Linked DNA regions of Sus scrofa: region 1 is linked to region 2. A link is a contact called in public promoter capture Hi-C data. All regions are on one chromosome and are shown on one strand. Each heading gives the region's core, a stretch centred on a gene start, on an enhancer-like site or on the middle of the called end of the contact. The rest is flanking DNA. Distances are from core to core; before and after follow the strand shown. Region 1 holds the start of MAN1A2 (mannosyl-oligosaccharide 1,2-alpha-mannosidase IB). Region 2 holds the start of FAM46C (family with sequence similarity 46 member C).

What was found. Promoter capture Hi-C pulls out the DNA fragments that hold promoters and counts their contacts.
Region 1: a promoter capture Hi-C map of liver shows a contact between it and region 2, with 3 times the contacts expected there. The contact joins the promoter of MAN1A2 here to the promoter of FAM46C in region 2. A contact is called at or near these places in 1 of 5 promoter capture datasets (liver), 1 of 47 Hi-C or Micro-C datasets (fibroblasts) and 1 of 2 datasets of contacts at active chromatin or transcription factors (alveolar macrophages).

What each region holds. Positions count from the first base shown.
Region 1 is chr4:103,375,752-103,378,451 of Sscrofa11.1, reverse strand. MAN1A2 (mannosyl-oligosaccharide 1,2-alpha-mannosidase IB) reads left to right here and starts at 1,320. Exons shown (of 13, transcript XM_001927622.7): 1 at 1,320-2,700. The coding sequence starts at 2,680. It overlaps LOC110260487, which reads right to left and starts at 2,361. Exons shown (of 3, transcript XM_021090828.1): 1 at 1,899-2,361; 2 at 1,095-1,716. The coding sequence starts at 2,361.
Region 2 is chr4:103,152,677-103,155,376 of Sscrofa11.1, reverse strand. FAM46C (family with sequence similarity 46 member C) reads left to right here and starts at 1,303. Exons shown (of 2, transcript NM_001315609.1): 1 at 1,303-1,413.

The DNA.
Region 1 (2,700 bases), core at 71-2,570, 220 kb before region 2:
CAATAGTTGAAAACCAAAGTTTCTTTTCCTTTGGCTTACCGAAGCCCTGGCTTTAGAAACTTATTCATAAAATTGGCACACTTTATAAGGACACATTGGGAAAGCAGGAAATTTCTTAAATCTACTCTTTACAAGTGTCCAACACAAACCCCACTTTGGATTGGGCTGTCAGGCTGACTGGGTGAGAGGTGGCCCTTGGCATTTTTGTCTTTTATTAGGCGAATTAAATGACAATGACTTCCTTTGTCATATAGTAGGTAGTTAGACATGCAGTGCTTCTGGCAATAGTGCAGACTGAAATGTACTTTGAATTGTTCCAATGAACATGAAGTTTTTTTGTCTGATTTGTAACTAAGGCTGACCTTTGGACCCTGCCACTTAAGGGACTCCTCTCCAATTCCCAATCAGCACTAAGGATGTGCAGAGGCAATGACAGCTTGTCTTAATATCGGAATAAAACACACTCAAAGGAAACTGGAAGTGAGAATACTTATGTATTACAAAGAAATTTTTTGGACTTAATCACATGGTTCTCCTCAATACTATGGATAACAGAATCAACTCAGATTGCTTTTAAGCCTATATTTAAACAACGCTGTTGTCTTTTGGGGTTTTAGCACTTCCTGGATCATACTTCTCTCTTTACAGGAAGGGTGGTGGAGCGGGGTGTGAAGGACTTGATGGGAGACTATCTTCCAAAAACTGAACCCCAAGTAGGCTGTTGTGCTATAGAGTCGCATGGGCAACTATCAGACTTCTCAGCCAGGAAACCTAATCTTAGAGTCGCCATTTTATTTCTAACACAGAGCCTGGCACACAATTGGTGCTCAATAGAGAAGGCTCGGGCCTCGGGTGCCCAACGAGGTGCACGTGGGCTGCAAGGAAGAAGCTGGAGACCTAGTCGTTGAGCCCCAGGGACCAATGGTCCATCACTGAAGACAAGATTTTCACGGGGCCAGAGTAAATGTGAACCTTGGCCAGCAGAACCCTTCAGTCCCAGTAACTCTGGATGGCGACCCGCGCCCTCCCCCATTCCCCAAGCCGGGTCAAGGCCACGAACGGGGGACGGCAAAGCTGGGCACGGGTGAAGTTACCAGTGAGGCAGACCGGCGACTTTCTCGCCTCGCGCGCCCAGAAGGCGGCTGCAGGACGCTTCCAGGGGGCGCGCGGTCGGCTGGTGTCTGGGCGGCAGGCGCTGGAGCCCGCAGCGGCGCGAGACCGGAGCGCGGGCCGGGCGGGGCGGGGGAGGGGCGGTGGCGGCGGGGCCGGGAGCGTGCGCGCGCACCTCACACTCCGCCGCCCGGGGACGCCCACTCGCGAGTCCGGGCCGGAGGCCGGCCCGCGCCCCCCTACCAGCCTCCGCCTCCGCCGCCTCCCTCTCGGCGTGAGCCCAACGGGTGTCGGTCCCCGGCTGCTCCGCGCCCTCCCGGCCTAGGGTGCCAGGGGACGAGGACCGGGCCGCGTACCCGTACCGCGTGGACGCGCCGCTTCTCCCGCCGCCGCCGCCGCCGCCGCCGGAGCGAGGACCTGCGATCGATCGGAGGCAGCGCGGCCGAGGCCCCCACGGCGGCCAGCGGCCCGGGAAGAAGGAGACGGAGCTGACCTCTGCCCGCCCGAGACGCGGCTGCTCCCGCGCGCCCGGGGTCGCCGCCGCTCCCGGGCTGAGCGAGGAATGAGCAGGCGCCTGCCCCGGGCTCTCGGACCGAGGGGCTGCGGCTCAGCTTTCCTCCACGCCCCGGGGCCCCGGGGGCTCGGTCTCCGCGGCCGGGCGCGGTGGGGTCAGCGGCGGCCTCACTCGGGGAGCCGGCACCAGGGTTAACTTAACCCGCCGCCGAGAGGAGGAGGAGGAGGAGGAGCCGGGCGGGGGCGGCCGCGGCGCCTCCCCTCCCCCTGCACACGCCGGGGCCTCTTAGTGGCCGCCGAGGAGGAAGTTCCGCTCCTGACAGACCCGAGTGGTGGCAACAGCGGCCGAGGCGGCCGCTGCTGGGAGGGCTCAGGTATTTTGGACGCGGATGCCCTTCGAGCCAGCCGTCGAGTGGGCAGCGTCGGAGCTCTTGCCGGTTCCCTGAGTCCGGGGCCGGTGTCAGGAGGCGCGGGCGTCCGAGCTCTCCTTCCTGCTTTTCGCCCTGCGCGGCTGCTTCGGCTTCCTGGCGAGGCGGGAGACCCTCCTCCGGGTTGGCTGACTTCCGAGGAGCCTCTTATTTTCCGACCACCGAGGTTAAGGGATTCTGCCATCGAAGCCCCGGAGGAGCTCGAGTGAACCTCTCCAACTCCTCGGATCACGTCGGGCTCCGTTTTGGGGCGGGAGACCACAGTGGAGCATCTCCCGGAGGTGCAGGAATGGAAGAACCTACCTTGCATCCTCTCTGCGGTGTTGCTTGCCTGATCTACCCTTAGGAATGAAGAGGAGACTTGGGATCACCCGGTGAGGTACTGAAAGCCAGATGGCAAAGGAGATTTCATAGGACATAAACTAGTGATCGTTCGGGGGCCACACGCATTTCTGAATGTAATTGGACGAGCGTGAAAGAGGTGCCCTATTCATAAGCACAGGAGTCCTTTAGAAGGAGAAAAATTGAGTCTCCCTTGTTTTGCCAAGATCCTGAAGACTGTTCGATGTATCATACCTTCGCTGGAAGATGAGAACTTTATAAAATACTCTGCCCAAGAGCGTAAACGATGACTACCCCAGCCCTGCTG
Region 2 (2,700 bases), core at 54-2,553:
ATAACTTTCCATTTTCTTATTTGATACTTATATAACGCTACAAAGCTGTTCCGATTTTAGTCCCTCCGTACAGGTGAGGAAATGGAGATTTATGGAGGGTTGGTTAAGTTACTTGCCCAAGGCCTTACAGATAGTTAGGTAGTGAATAGAGATCCCAATCCAGGTTAATCTGAATTTAGAACCTGGACTCGAAACCACTTGCTACGGAGTGACGGGACAGCGTCCAAACCCCGCCTGCATGTTATGTAACAGACACGACTGAGCCCTGTGACATTCCGAGTACGAGTAAGAGTACGGCTGAAGCTGCCGCAGTTTGCAGGCTTGGCGATGGATTCCTCCAGGCCCTTAGTCCCACTAACTGCACACAGGTGGTAACCGCTCCAGAGAACCAACTGTGCTGGCCCTTTCCCCAATGACCTCCAGCCAATTTGCTTGGGGGATCAGGAAGGCTCGTCTGGCTCAGAAAACAAGTGTTCTCCCCGACTTCAAAACTCGAGTCCGGGGAGTTCCCGTCGTGGCGCAGTGGTTAACGCATCCGACTAGGAACCATGAGGTTGCGGGTTTGGTCCCTGCCCTTGCTCAGTGGGTTAACGATCCGGCGTTGCCGTGAGCTGTGGTGTAGGTTGCAGACGCGGCTCGGATCCTGCATTGCTGTGGCTCTGGCATAGGCGGGTGGCTACAGCTCCGATTAGACCCCTAGCCTGGGAACCTCCATATGCCGCAGGAGCGGCCCTAGAAATGGCAAAAAAAAAAAAAGAAAAAAGAAAAACTCGAGTCCGGGGTAGGCGTGGGGGCTTCACTCCCCACTACCGGAGAGGGAACTAAAGCTAAAATTCCCAGAGAAGTAAAAAAAACAGACCCGCGAGGGAGCGGAATAGAGCTGGAAAAAAACTTGGGCGCGGGGCAGTTGGGTGATAAGTTATGCGCTACCACCAGCAAAAGAGAAGGTAGTGGAAAGTCGAAAGGGAGTCTGAGTAACTCCGAAGTTAAGGGGGGGGTTGTCAACGCAGCCCCTCTCTATTGAGCCTGCGCAATGCTATCTCCTTTGGCACCCCGGCCCCTTCCCGCCGCCGAAGATTTACTCGTCTCTCGGCAACCATTCACCCGAGGAGCCAATCAGAGGGCACCTTTCGCCCTGCCCTCGTCGTCAGCGCCCCGGCGGAAGGATTTGGTGGGTGCCGGCTCCGCCCCGCCCCGCCCCTCGCTCCCCCGGGAGGGCAGGCTAAGGGGCGGGGGTGGGGGCGGTGGCGGCGGACGGGGGCGTGGTCAGGCCATATAAAAACGGAGGGGGCGGCGGCAGGACTGCTCACTCGGTACCGCTGCTTGGGGGCTGTAGTGACCGCGCCGCTCCTGCTGGGGGGCTGCCCACGCCAAGGACCTGCCTCTGTGGTCTCCTCCGCCGCCGCCGCCCAGGTGAGTCCACCAACCCCCTCCTTTAAAGGTGCGAGGATGCGCGGTCCCAGAATGCCGCGCGCCCTGCTCTCGGGGGGTCCGCTCCAGCCGAGAGGAGCCTAAGTCTTCGCCTAGCCCGGAGGGGACGCCGCGGCCCCGAGGTGAGGTGCGGACAGGTGCCGGGCCCCTGTGCCCCCTTCCCCCTCAGCTCCAGCGACGACACCCCCGTTATCCTGTCGCCCCCGAGGGCCAGGCGAGACGCTCCGAGAGGGAGCTACAACTTTCGAGAGACTTCGACCGGGCCTGGCAAACTTCGGCGAGTTCCTGCTCCGCGCGTCCCGCGGGCTCCGTGCTGGCCCGAGCCTGCCGAGCAGCTGAAGTGTATGTGACGGGGCCTTCAGCTCCTTCCCCGGGTCCGACGGCGGCCGCACCACTCCTCCCTTGCTTGCGGTCTCTCGGGCTCGTCCGGGCGCTCCGCGGGTGCGCACACCTTGGCCGGCCGGCCGAGCGCAAATTCGAATGCGGCGGCTCTGGAAGGTGCAGTTGGAGACAGCAGCGGTCGGGGGCTGTATCAGTCCGGGAAGGGGAGGACAGGGGTGGGACCCTCCCCCTGCTGGGTGCCAGCGCCAGGGTTTGAGGGAGAGGGCGGAGATCTCTAACTTCTCCTGCACTCGCACTAGACTGGGGACGCCGAGAGCAGCAAAGTGATCCAAGCGAGTGACGCGTGGGCTTTGCTTCTCTCGGGAAGACGGCGTCTGCGACCTGGTTCCTCCCCTTTTAGGAATGAAACTTGCTTAGCCTGTACGCGGAAAGCCACGGCCGTCCGTTGACTGGGCTAGCGGAGCCGCGGGCGGCTTAGGGGCACGGCTGTCCAGAGAGGTGTCACAGTTCAGATCGCGAAGGTGGGAGGGAGCCAGAGGAGGGTGACGAACCTGACGAGTGCAGGGTAGCAGCCTGTGCACCTAAACGCGGAACGCCTGCCCGAGAGAAACAAATCGGCGCTACCTCGAAGGAAGAGACGACTTCCGGGGAAGTGCCTGGCGAGTTTCTCTGGAGAACTCCGGTTCATCCAGGAGCACTAGAACCGATTGTTAGGGCAGGACCCTGTGGGGAGGATCTGTTCGGTCTCCTTGCAACCCCCCCCCCTTTTTTTTTGTCCAGAGGGAGGCTTCTGCAGGGCTGCCTAAATCGTTGTCTCAAATAGGAACCTGCTGCTTTTTTAACGTTTGTTGATTGCTTCTGGAGTTAGAATATGCAAACCGTGGAGTGCTTCAACTGCACTTTTAAACATCCAGCGTTTATAAAGAC